Linked DNA regions of Zea mays: regions 1 and 2 are each linked to region 3. A link is a contact called in public Hi-C data. All regions are on one chromosome and are shown on one strand. Each heading gives the region's core, a stretch centred on a gene start, on an enhancer-like site or on the middle of the called end of the contact. The rest is flanking DNA. Distances are from core to core; before and after follow the strand shown.

The links. Hi-C and Micro-C count contacts between places; a contact is called where the count stands out from the background.
Region 1: a Hi-C map of ear shows a contact between it and region 3, with 2.3 times the contacts expected there. The contact joins the promoter of LOC100191361 here to the promoter of LOC103634842 in region 3. A contact is called at or near these places in 4 of 25 Hi-C or Micro-C datasets (ear, leaf and tassel).
Region 2: a Hi-C map of tassel shows a contact between it and region 3, with 2.4 times the contacts expected there. The contact joins the enhancer-like site here to the promoter of LOC103634842 in region 3. A contact is called at or near these places in 5 of 25 Hi-C or Micro-C datasets (ear, endosperm, leaf and 1 more).

The regions. Positions count from the first base shown.
Region 1 is chr8:16,409,927-16,414,589 of Zm-B73-REFERENCE-NAM-5.0, reverse strand. LOC100191361 reads right to left here and starts at 1,746. Exons shown (of 12, transcript NM_001136795.1): 1 at 1,558-1,746; 2 at 496-575. The coding sequence starts at 1,623.
Region 2 is chr8:16,056,899-16,061,172 of Zm-B73-REFERENCE-NAM-5.0, reverse strand. No RefSeq gene overlaps it. Among protein-coding and RNA genes, the nearest start is that of LOC103634840, 39 kb to the right of the region's middle. Within about 2 kb of position 1,447, at least 19 of the 20 cell types and tissues checked have an H3K27ac peak or open chromatin away from gene starts, as enhancers often do. A contact at or near this core is called in ear, endosperm, leaf and 1 more, where this site is marked.
Region 3 is chr8:16,243,943-16,248,098 of Zm-B73-REFERENCE-NAM-5.0, reverse strand. It overlaps LOC103634842 (transcription initiation factor TFIID subunit 15b), which reads right to left and starts at 2,824. Exons shown (of 9, transcript XM_035961607.1): 1 at 2,606-2,824; 2 at 2,295-2,526; 3 at 857-1,679; 4 at 54-204. The coding sequence starts at 2,672.

The DNA of each region.
Region 1 (4,663 bases), core at 497-2,996, 170 kb before region 3:
AGTAAATTACATATACATCTTCAAATAACATCATTTTTTATAAATTACCAAACCAAATCTGCACTATCCTTCTGGCTTAAGAAACATGGGCATTTCATGTATGAATAACATTTGTCCACAATGCAAAGTCATTGTTCTTTATTTTACTTGAAATGTATATAACTATGACCTGCCATGAGCACCTTCAAGACGCCATATGAGTCAAACAAATGACAAATAAGTGAAATAACAAACCAATCTGGCTCTTGATCAGGGAGTCAACTTGAAGTAATAATGGTGTGGAAGGTTGATATAATCATGTTATAAGAAACTTTTAAATAGATTGAAACATAAGGCTGTTGCGAAAGCTGAAAGGGCCTCTAGCTGGTTAGATGGTCTGATTAGCACTCCTCAGGTCCTAAGTCCGACTTCCATGGGAGCAAATCTCATGTTGAGTTAAAAAATATCCTCGTCTAGAGCCAACCATTTGTTACTAAGATAAATAATGTGTAGTACCTTGCACTGGTTGACTTGTACATTTGTTGAGCTTCATAGAAATTTCCTCCATCCACCATACTCTCAAGCCTTTCAATTGTCTGATGCACATAATTCACAATTATTAATTAATTGAGTAAAACTCTACAGGACCTGTGCCTAAAATACAACATAATGATGCCAAGGGAGCACAAGCTCGCATAACAGCTGATGCTAAAAGGGTGCAGTGAAATACTTTATAGCATATAGGGCAAGGTTTTGTCACTAAACCCATCCACTTTCTAACCTAAGGCTCATTAGTCGAAACACACACAAGCCAGTAGGTGGTAGGCCAAGTACTCATGAATATTTACATCATTGAATTGTTTTTTCAAAATCTTTACCCCCTTAATGGATAATGATTGCTTTCTGTAGCTACAGAAATTTCAGAAGAGAACTAGAAAAGTAATATTAAACGAACGTCCAGAGTTTAAATAGGAAATTGAATAAGGCCATGTTTGGTTCCCTGGAATTGATAGGAATTGGAAAGTAATATAATAATGAAATGGGAAGCATTTGCTAGATATTGGTTTGAATTCATGGGATCCAAACAGGTCCTAAAAGAAATCTGATTTCTAGTTAATAACTGTGTTTGGTTTTGTACGAGTAAATGGTGCCAACCTTGGGGAAGATAAACTATCAAATATAGTGGTTAGGTTTTGCAACCATATGGAATTCTGGTGTTCATATAATTATTATATAGGACTATTCGTCGCTTCCTTTTTTTTCCAACTGGAACGAGAAAAGTGTACAGCATCCTTTTTGCAGACAACTAGATTCAACCAAGAGAAACTCAACCCCGTTGTAGATTTTTTTTTCGTTCCCTTGAATGCTTGCCGGCGCCGCCTTGCATTGGAGGTCTTCAGCAAACCCTAGTTCCAACAAATTGGCCATGAGTTGGTTCCCCGAGATCCAACTCGCCCATCGCACACACGCCCGAAAGACACAAACGATCGCACTAATGTGGGCACGCTCACCTCACCCGCGGGGGCCGAGCAGAAGCCCGAGGGAGGAAGGGATGGACGGGGAGAGGGGGTCCCTCACCTTCTCAGGAGGAGGCAGGTCGCGGCGCGCCCTCATGCTCCCTCTCATGCTCAAGGACCGCGACATGGCTCCGCGGCGGGCTAGCCCCGGCACAGGCGGCAGCAGGGAGGACAGGGGGCAGCGGTGGTGGGTGATCGGAGTCGCCGCGTCGGCAACCCTGGGGTGAAGAGGACGGCGTGGCCGCGTGGCCTCTGGCCTGTGGCTCTTGGTGTGTGGTATAGTTGTACATGTGGGCCGGCCTGGCCCGGCACGGCACAAGCACATCTAGGCACGACCCACAAAGGCACAACCCCAATTGTGGGCCGTGCCAGCACATGGGCCGAGCCAACGGCCCACGGCACAGCACACAATTACTAATGTGTGTCAGACCGGCCCAAAAAGACCAAAATACCATAATGTGTCAGATCAGCCCACATATAAAATGCAACAATAATAATACGAAAACAGAGGTACTCAGGTACAGAACATATATGACCAAATAAAATTGAGCTATTTTGTGGCTGCCTCATTAAAAACCTTTGGTCATAAGGGAAAAAGAGTACATCTAGCTCAAAAATAGTAATCAGTTCAATGTTTCGAGAGTTTAGTTGAGTAATACAGCCATACATACGAAATACATATACAATGATATAATCCTACACGGCCACATGCACACTAGTCACTAGGAGCATCTTGATTATCATCACCATCACCATCTAGATACTGATTCTCGAAGGCTTGTTGAAGCTCTGGATTCTCCAAGTTGTGTTGTTCTCTATCGTCGCTCATCTGCCAATCCTTCAAACATGTCAAGGTCTCCACCATCTCACTAGTTAGACAACGTCTCCTCTCCTCAAGCACCCTGCCAGCAAGACTAAAAACAGATTCGGAGCTAATAGTTGAAACAGGTACAGTTAGAACATCCTTAGCTAAAATGGAGAGAATAGGGTATGTATTCTTATGCTCACGCCACCAACTAAGAATATCAAAATCATCATCAAACACAGTAATTGGATCACTGTCAACATACATGGACAACTCAGAGACTGGACAGAAATTAGAAGGCGAAGAAGTATGGCCAACAGAAGTAGTAGTAGTTCTAGTGTTAGAAGATGAAGTACCATAAATCTTACCCCAAGCAGATTTCACTTTGCTAGTACTTACGGATTGAGTTGCCCTTTGCAACCTGGTGCCACCAAATTTGCTAACATCCATATGTAGAGTTCCATCTAACATCCATATCCAAACCAAATTTGCGAGGACGAACATCCATAGCAGCACAATAAGATTTATATGCAGCGATGCGTTGGTTGGAAGCATTTAAAAATGATATTGCAGTTCTGAAATCTTCAACATAAGGTTTCAAACGCTTCAAACCAGATTTTACAATGAGATTAATTATGTGACATGCACATCTCTGATGCAAGAATAGAGAACCAACATAACCAGAGAATCTTGGGCAGTGTTTGGTTGAGGAGCCAAGTAGAACGGAGCCGATACATCCCTAATTCTAGGAACGGAGCCGCTCTGTTCTGTGTTTGGTAATCTGGAACGGAGTGGCTCTGTTTTTTGTTTGGTTGCAGAGTGAACGGAACGGAGCGTGACTGTGAGAGCGGGATGGGAACGGAGCGGCTCCGTTCGGTTGATTTTTTGGAGCGGAATGGTTCCGAATCTGAGGAGAATATTCTCTAATTGGAGCCATTCCGTTCTAGTTACTTTGTAACCAAACAGCAACAAAACTGGGACAGAACGACTCCGTTCTACTTGGCTCTTCAACCAAACACTACCTTGGTGTAAGGATGTTCATAGCATTAGAATTAGCTGATGCATTATCTAGAGTAACAGAAAAAACCTTATCAATCAACTTAAACTCTTCAACAACAGTTGCAACCCGCTCTGCAATATTAGAGCCACTATGCGAAACATCAATAAGCCTCATTCCAATGACCCTTTTCTCTAACAACCAATCAACATTAACAAAATGGGCAACAACACTAATATAATCTTCCTTCGCATTACCAGACCATATATCAGATGTGAGTGCAACAGATGACACACTAGATTGCAATAGATCAATCAACACGGTACGACGTTGCTTGAAAAACTTAACAAGATCTCTAGTCGTTGTCTGTCTACACACAGAACGGAACCTAGGATTATGAGAGCGTCTAATGTAACGCTCAAAAGCAGGATGACCACCAAAACCCAAAGGAAGATCTAAAGTAGCAATCAAACGACACATTTCAGTACGAGCAGTAGCAGCATTATAATCCCATGAACGCACAGAACCATCACCATTAAACTGAAGTAAAGATTGTGGCCTACTTGCACGCTCAGCTTTAGATGCACAAGCAATACGATGTCGATGCAAATGACCTGTACCACCCTTAGCAGTTAACTGTGATTTGCAGTAGTGACATTTTGCTGCATACCTGACTTTCTTACCATTAACTTGTTTGTAGAGTTGCTCGAAGTCATTCCACACATCAGAGGTGGTTTTCCTACCTCGCTTGTTACCTGTGTCCGAGCTGCTGCCTACAACAGTTGGGCTTGCACTCGGCGTTGGCGTGAACGAAGATCTGCCACCGACGCCATCCTCAATGGAGGTCGGATGATTCAGAGTCGGATCTGCGGTAGACGCTGTTGTGGCTTGCCGTTGAGGTAGAGACAGGGTGGCCGTGGCCCGTGCACCGAGCTGGGGAAGTGGAGTCGGGGCGCCACCTCCATTTCCTTGCGCCATTGCCGACGTCGAGGAAGCTCGCGGGCTCGCTGCGCACAGGGAAGAGCAGCGTGTGTTACCTAGCGGGTGGCGGAACAGGGAGGCGGCGCGACCGCGCGGGACAGGGAGGCGGCGCGAGAAGCCGAGAACGAGGGAGCAGGGAATGAGGCGGAGGCGGCGCGCAAATACCTGACCGTCTGGGAACGAGGCCGAGAACGAGGGAGCAGGGAATGAGCAGGGAACGAGCGACTGCGCGAGAAGGCGACCGTGCAAATACCTGACGGAGGGAACGAGCGACCGCTCGAGAAGGCGGAGGGAACGAGCGACCACGCGAGAAGGCGACGGCGAGTCGGCGACCGCGCGAGCAGGGAACGAGCGAGCGGCGGTGGTCGGTGGGAAGGGAAGAGT
Region 2 (4,274 bases), core at 198-2,697, 190 kb after region 3:
TTTCATTGTTCTAACTCTTAATCAAGTTAGTGGTGTTAAGTTTTAAGTTTTACAGGATCACCTATTCACCCCCCCCCCCCTCTAGGTGCTCTCAACGGTCCGGTCGTGCACCCTGGACGGTCCGCGAGGACGCTGAAAATACATTTTACCGAACCCGTCACCTTCGGGTTTTTTCTGGTTTTCACCGACTGGACGGTCCGCGCCTGAAGCCAGACGGTCCGCGCTTGGTCTCGGACGGTGCTCGCTTCTCCGTTCGACGATCCGTAGAGTAGACTTGTGTTTTTGCAGTGTTCCTATCCGAGGTTCACCTTGGTGCCGCGGATGGTCCGCCGCAATGGCCCGGACGGTCCGCGCATAGGTGTTTTTCCAAAAAGCTTCTCCTGTCCGGAATAATCTACGGTATTCTGGACAGTCGATTTAGAATAGTTGTAGATGAACTTATGCACCTATGAAATGATCAACTAGGCATATTGGTTAGTCCACAAGGTTTGTGATGGTCGTCAAACACCAAAATCGATTATAGGAAATATTGAGACTATTTCCCTTTCATTCCGGGAGAGCGTCTGGGAAGTCTCGATGGAGGTGTCCAAATCCCGCCGGAGCTCTAGAGGATAATTGTTACACTGAGCCAGGGCTGACAAAAACCAAATAGACAAAGAGGAGGAAGCAACGCGTACCTCCCATTTGGGCCTTCAGGCCTTGGGCCTCAGATCGCTCGGCCTCCAATTCCTTTGCAAGGAAGTCGGCTCGGGAGGAGGCCTGGGTGGCCTAGCGGCGAGACTCATCTCATTCGCCAGTCACCACCAGCCAGTCACCACCAGGAGGCTTTCCTTCAACTATTGCACCTCCTCCGCCAACGGCGACACCTTTGTGTTCAGCAGCCGCACCTCCTCCTGAAGCGGCTCCACTCTCCCGCGGATAGCCGTGACCTCGTCCTTCAACTCCACGCACAGTGAAGTCAGGTCCGCGCCTCGGCGCTCTTCAGGGCTAGCTGCTCGTTTGAGCGATACAGTAGGCCCTGCTGGCGCTGCAGCGCGGCCCAGACGTCACACTCACGACGGATGAAGATGGACTTGGCAGCAGATTTCGCCATCAGCCCCTGAGAAGAAAAAAAGCAACATCACTACACCACTCGTAGAAAGGGACATCTCACAAAGGGTTTCTCAGGCCGCTTCGAGGGGCCGACCTCCTCGACACTTGCCACCTCGAGGCTCCAGACAACAACCGAGGAGTCGGGGATGGCACGCAGGAGGTCCAAGATGGTGGGTGGTGCCCGGTCGACATTGCGTCCGACACCCCGCCTCCTCCCCGGAAGAGACGGTGATGGCCTCGGCCAAAGTCGTCGGAGGCGCCGCAGCCACCTCGACGTCTGTAGCACCCTGCCCAGTATGCCCACCGAGGGCAAGCTGGACCACCTCGGTGCCCCGCTGGATGGCCTCCACGACAGCGTCGAGCCACGTGTGCGAGCGAGTCACGGCCTCGGCCAACGTCCCACACCAGACTTCACCTCCTTAGTGGCAATAAAGGCCGGCTTGCGGGCCTTGCGCTTTATGCTGAAGCATAACAAGACAAAAAGTCATAAGTAGAACTCAAGGACAAAGAAAATACTCCTATGGTTTAGCGGCGTACCTGGTCTGGGGTACGACGGCCAGCCTCTGCCCCGTTATGGGCACCTAGAGCGGGACGGCAGCCCTCTCATCCACGAGCTTCGTGGCAGCCACCTAGGGCGGGGCGGCTGCCTTCTCCTCCACGGCCACCACTTCCTCTGCAACTGCAGGGACAGGGCCTGGCTCGCCCGACACCCGCGCCTCTCACAGGGACGCTGTTGTCCCTTGTGAGGGCACGTTCGTGCCGCTCGATAGACCCACCGAGGCTGGCTCAGACCAAAGTCTGGCCTCGGGACTGAAGCCCAGCCGGACCTCCATCCCCTCATCGTCCTCCTCCTGCGTGCTGGGAGAGGGTTCAACGGCAACCCCTCCCTCGCCTGCGCCCTACGACACTTCTCCAATGTGTCACGGGCTACCCTCTTCTCGTGGGCCCGCTTCTTGTCCGCATCTTTCTTCTTCTTCTCCTCGACGGCCAACTGACGCATTGTTCGGCCGGCAACGTCCTCTAGAACTGGAGGTCGGGCGATTCGGTAGTCCTGCAGCCTCTGGGAAAGGGAGGAGAAGGATGAGATGGAGAAAAAAGGGAAGAGAGAATGGAAGGAGAATCTGAAGACTCACCAGGGACACGTAGCCTTGGTTGGGGCGCATTAGGACGGGGGCGGTGTAGTCTGCCTTCCACACCGCCCCCTTCACCCGCCAGAGGAGTTCGTTGGTGGAGAGGGTGTCCGATGCCATCTGGGAGCTTTCTATGGAGGCCACGACCGTCATCTCGTCCAGGCAGAGCCGACACTCGGTTAGCAGCAATACCCTCCTCCGATGGGAGGCGGCGATGACTCTAACCGCGGTAAGTCCGCGGTCCCAAGCCTCCATAGGGCGTCCAGCTGCACTGCAGCTGGACCTGGTGCTCCCGTGGAGCGCTCACCGCCAGTGTTCCATCGCCGCAAAGACGATGTGCTACGTATACACTGGCTGCTGCCCGTCATCGTTGCGGAGGTAGAACCATCGGCCCTGCCACCCTTTGTTCGATGAGGTGAGGATGGCAAGGATGTACAACTGCGTCTGATCCGAGCGCAGCAGAAGCGTGCAGCCGCCAACCCGTACCATGTTGCGCACCATCATCACGTCGGTGGAGAGGGAGAACGGCTCCGCCCGGAATAGGTGGAGCCATAAGTCCCAATGGGACTCAATCCCCATGTACTACTCGCAGACGGCGACGAAGTTGGCCGCCTGAGCGATGGAGTTGGGGTTGAAGTTGTGAAGCTCCACCCCATAGTAATGCGAGAGCGCCCGCATGAAGCGACTCGTAGGCACTCTGGACCCCGCTCGTGGAAGGGGGTGAAACTCACCACATAACCCGCAGGCAGAGACAGTTCTTGCTCGTCGCCTGGTGCAATCCACTCCAGCTGTGGCCCGTGGGAGCTGGGACGGAGCAGCCCGATGTCCACCAATGCCTGCAGGTCATCGACGGTGATAGAGGAGATCGGCCATGGGTCGTGGGGAGGAAGGACGCTTAGTTTCTCGTCCATCAGAGCTAAGGAAGAAGACAAGAAGAGAGCGCAAGAGTTTTTGTGGCTAGGGCAGGAAAGCAAGAGCAGAAGGCAAAGAACGAAAGAGCCCTCGGGCGGATTTATAGGGGCGAACGGAGTCACCGAGATATGGGCCGAGCCACCCCGAGTCAAGGCCAGGAATGGGTTGGGTCACTTCGAATTCCCCACGCACGCGTGCTGCAATGGTCGGCCTACGGGCCAACGCGTCCCGTCACATTAAATTCTCGCCCTTCCTGTCGGGATGACGTCGGTCAGCAAGCGTCGCTTCACATTACGCATCAAAAGGTGTGGCCCTCTATCCCTCCTCTTTTTCATCCCTTCGCAGATAACAGGGAGAGGCGCCCAGACCTTGGACTTCCTTCCTCGAGAAGGAAGAGGTGATAAGTCACCTGCTGCTTAGGGGTTCGAAGGTTGGACCCTTGGCAAGGTTCAGGAAACCGCCTTAGAACAACGTGGGCTCCGAGCCCTTTACAGATCAGGGATTCGAAGGTTGGCCCCTCAGAAAGGATCCATAACTGCCCCAGAACATAGAGTCAGGGATGACTATGGGTACGTCCGTACATGGCCAAGGCTCAGGCTACGATCCCGAGGTACCCTAAGGCATATCCGAGATCCCCGGGAGCGATTCGTGATGGTGTCCCATCGTAGGGAGGCATCGAGCCCTTAGACCGTATCAAATGGGTTCAGGACCAGGCTAATCATCTGCAGGTACTTTTTGGGGCGTGTCTCCGGACCGCTAGCCGACTCCAATCGAATGGAGCATGGACCCTCGCTCGGATTACCCGATAACAGCTCACATGAGATGTCATGCTCATTGCCCATCGAGGGTAGCATGTCGCTTTCCCTCTCTTCCTCCTTGCGGAGAGGCGACAAAGAGGCGTATAACCAAAAAAGTCAGGGTACCCCTTGATCGTCCTCTTGCCTCGTGTAGAGGCTTAGGGCTGCCCTTGCGCCTATGCTGCGGCAGGCTTGCTGGAAACTCCAACAATCCGATGTAGACGCTCGGGGGCTCCTTTCGCACCGAGGCTACGACCAGGTGATGGATGAAGTCAACCACACCTACAGTGGAAAAAATTATGACCTCGAAGGAGTAAACCACTCCTTCGGGGTCTCGGGGGCT
Region 3 (4,156 bases), core at 1,575-4,074:
TGCATTGGAGAAATTGATATCACTAAACATTGCAAACTCGACAGCAATCTTACTATTGTAAAATCCACCAGCTGAATGAGCAGCAGAAGGATCTTCATAAGCAAGGCAAGCATCTCCTTTGGCTTTTCCAGAGTCATCAGCATAGATTTTTATGTTCCAAGGCCACTGATCTTTGTAACCACGCTTTTGCTTGATCCTTCCGACCTTTAAAAAAACGCCGCAAAGGCGCAAACAATCCAAAATCATCCAATGCAAAGATAACACGAAGATGAAGGGCAACACATTAAATAAATGAATTGGTTTCAACAGCATGATAGCTCATGTAAAACCAAGAAACTGTAAAGAAGTGGCGATAGATGATAAAGAATCTGAAAAGGAAACTCTAAAAAAGTGTTAGTTAATAACAAAGGCTCAACATAATGTGAAACCAACTGTACTCTACTCAATATAGAAAGAAAAGGCAAATAGAAAAAATCGGTTCCATACCAATGTTCTACTCAAATAAGCTAAAATTCTGAGAACCCTAATAACAATCAAGGAAGCAGTGAAACACTAATACCAAATTTGATGTAATACATAACATTTTCCATCACCAAAAGTCACATTACACGATTGCATAAGTATAAGTATTAACTACTAAAGGTTGTATTACCAATTCAGTAGTAGAAATTTTGGCTATAAAATGCACAATCGTAGTGAGCATCACAGAAGTACAAATCTAATTAGCAAAGTAGTAAAAAAAAGTAATGAATTCTGTTGCAGAAATATAAAATATATACCATTGGAGAACACGATAATCTTGTACAACATACAATTACTATCACTCAAAAGGAAGCGATGTAAAATTAAATTATACCTGGCCGATTCCTCCAAATAGCTCTTGTAATTCCTCAACAGTGACATCAGGAGGCAAATTTGAGATGTAAATCCTTGCGTTGTCACATGTCTCGTCACAATTTTCATCGCACTGCTTAACTTTTCCAGCTGGTTCAGGGTCAGCACTACCAGTATAACCGCTGCCGCCACCATGATAAGGCGGTGGTGCACCCCCAGATCCTCCACCCCCAGGCATGGACCGACCACCATATCCACCATCATATGTAGGAGGCAGACCCCCTTGCCCCCCTGGGGCACCACCATATTGGTGTGGAGGCGGGGCACCATAGCTTGGTGGGTATGAGCCTGGGCCACCACTGTAGCTATTAGGAGGCGGCACTGCAGAATCTGAACCATAAGCATTGTTGCCTCCATAGGAGCTCGGAGGTGCTGCATAATCACCCGCAGGACCACCATACGAAGGAGGAGCTTGTGGAGGAGCTTGCCCATAGCCACCAGCACTGTAGCCACCTTCACTACCCCTTTGGTTCTCCTGATCTCGTCCCCCATAGCTGCCACCTCTGCCACCACGGTGGTCATCAAAACCACGGTCACTGCCACCACTTCGATTGTAGCCTCCTCCACCCCCGCTTCCACCACCACGCCCACCAGAATTATAGTCTCCACCATCTCGGTCGAAACCACCACCTCCAGAACCATAATCACCACTGCCACGGTTGTATCCTCCACCACCTCCACCAGATCTATTATAACCCCCACCCCCGCCGCCACCACCTCCACTTGGGCAAGGTGCTCCACACTTATTGCATTCAGCCCTCCTCGCAAAGTTCACATTGCCACAACTGCATCAAGATTGTAAATTTTCAGGAAATAAATAAACCAAGAAACCAGTTATAATAAAACAATTAAAATTTCTGGATCATGGAAGAACTAAAAGTACATACAAAGAAAATAACACATTATGAAAGTACAGCCAAAAAAACATAAACATTTCCTATAATCATAATCAGATGTATACATGTATGGACTACAGTTATACTGAATTACATTTCAAAGTCAAATAAATTTACAAAGCCATGGAATCAGCTTTAAGTTGTCATCAGTAGCCATCTAGCACAAATCTTTTAGAATTATAGTGAAGACAACCAGCTTCAATCCATAGAAGCTTATTGAAGTCCGGTAAACCAGACAACGCAAATGACAGGAAGCTATATACCATCCAGCTCATGGATCAAATCAAACTAAAGGAACAGGGAGCTAGGTCCTGCACACCATGCCGCATGCAAATCATTATCCGACAGCATAGTGATTCAATTACCCAAACACGTAAAAAACATCTCGAAACAGTTGTACTTGTCTCGAGTCTACACGCCAGAATTCGAAGGACAGTCCGGAATAACACAATTGAAGGAATCTAGTCCAACAGAAAATCGATGAACAAACTATTGGAAAAGCACCTCGCGTCAGGGCAAACCCAGTCTCCTTCGCGTCCACCCCCGCGCCCGCCACCGCCTCGGCCACCTCCACCACCTCCTCGTCCTCCACCACCGAACCCTCCGCCGCCACTGCCTCGGCCACCTCCACCCCCGCCGCCGCCGTAGCCTCCACTACCGCCACCTCCATATCCTCCTCCACCGCCGCCACCTCCATATCCTCCCCCGCCTCCGCGCCCACGACCGCCGCCGCCACCTGCACAAGCACGAATCGCTCAGAAGCAGATTCCAGGGAGACAGACAAGCGCACGCAGCTCGCGGGATCCAAACGCAACCTCGGCCACCGTAGCCTCCGCCACCGCCGCCGCCGCGGTAGTCTTCGGATCCGTAAGACGCTGACATCGGGTCAGGTCGCCCCCTAGGCCTAGGGTTTGGGACCGGGAGCTCGCGAGTCGTGATGCGAACAGGGATAGATATATGGAATATGTATTAGGGCAAAAAGAAGAGTGGCAAATCGTACTGTGCTTAACAGCGGTGGACTGCTATAGGGCGGTTGGGATGGCGGCGGATTTAGCTCTTTGAATCCATTACCTATATTCGTTTTTTTATAGGCTCGGGTTAGTAGGGCTTCGTTTATGAATTGTAACTTCAGTTTACCGGCTTCACCCCGAAACAACTTCAACAAATTAATTACGTGGGGTTCAAGATTATTTGGCTTGTACATAAACTCCAACTTCTATAATACAATTAATTTATGTGAGTTTTTTTAATTACCTTTAATGATTAGCGGTGGAGAAAAAGACTTGAATCGGTAGGTCATGTAACAAATGACATGATGATTAATTTTTTTATAACTTTACGAGAGGGTATGAAAAAGTGTTTTTAAGCACCATTTAAGGAACTTAAAAAAATTCATGAAATTAGCCTATAGTTTCAAAAAAAAGTTAGAGCTCGTGTAGCTGGACCTGTTTAGATATAAAAGCTTAAGCCCCTGTTTGTTTCGACTTTTCGCAGCTTCTGGCCACCAAAAGTTGTTACGGACTGCCAAACACTCAGCTTTTCAGTCAGCTTCTATAAAATTTGTTTGGGTAAAAACATTTAAAATCAACATAAACATATAATCGATTGAGTCGTCGCAATAGTAGTAATCCATCACTTTATAGATCCTGAGCCCCATGTATAACTTTATCTTCCTCCGCACGTAATTCTAATGATACTCAGATTCTCTACACAACTAGATTCTCCCCACAGCTAGATTCTCGGAAAAACTGGTCAGAAAAAAGCTGAACCAAACAGGCCATAAATAGACTTAAAATTCTTGAAGTGTGGCTCTCCCAAACAGGGCCATATTCTCTTGAAAGATTATCTTTTCTATGGTGATGTTTGAATGCACTAAAGCTAATAGTTAATTGGCTAAAAAATTACTAGTGAAATTAACTAGCTAATGATTAACTAATTTACTAAAAATAGCTAATAGTTGAACTATTATCTAAGTTGTTTGGATGTCACCAACTAATTTTAGCTACTAACTATTAGTTCTAGTGCATTCAAACACCCCCTACGTCTCTTTCTTCTTCAACAACATTCTTTATATCTCGTCTTCTATACATAAATATATTTTAATGAGATATATATTTTACTTTAATTTTTTATATATACACATTTTTATACATATTTTAATTTTACTAAATACCCTCGTCCCAAAATAGTATTCATTTTAGACTAAGTATATATTAATTGATTAATCTATGAAAGTGGTTTGTATGTATGTCTACATTCATTATCATTCATTCGAATGTAGACGCAAAAGAAGAGGGTTATAAAACTATATTTTGTGATAGATGGAGTATGCGATTTAAAGTATTAAAATAGACAAAAAAGAGTAG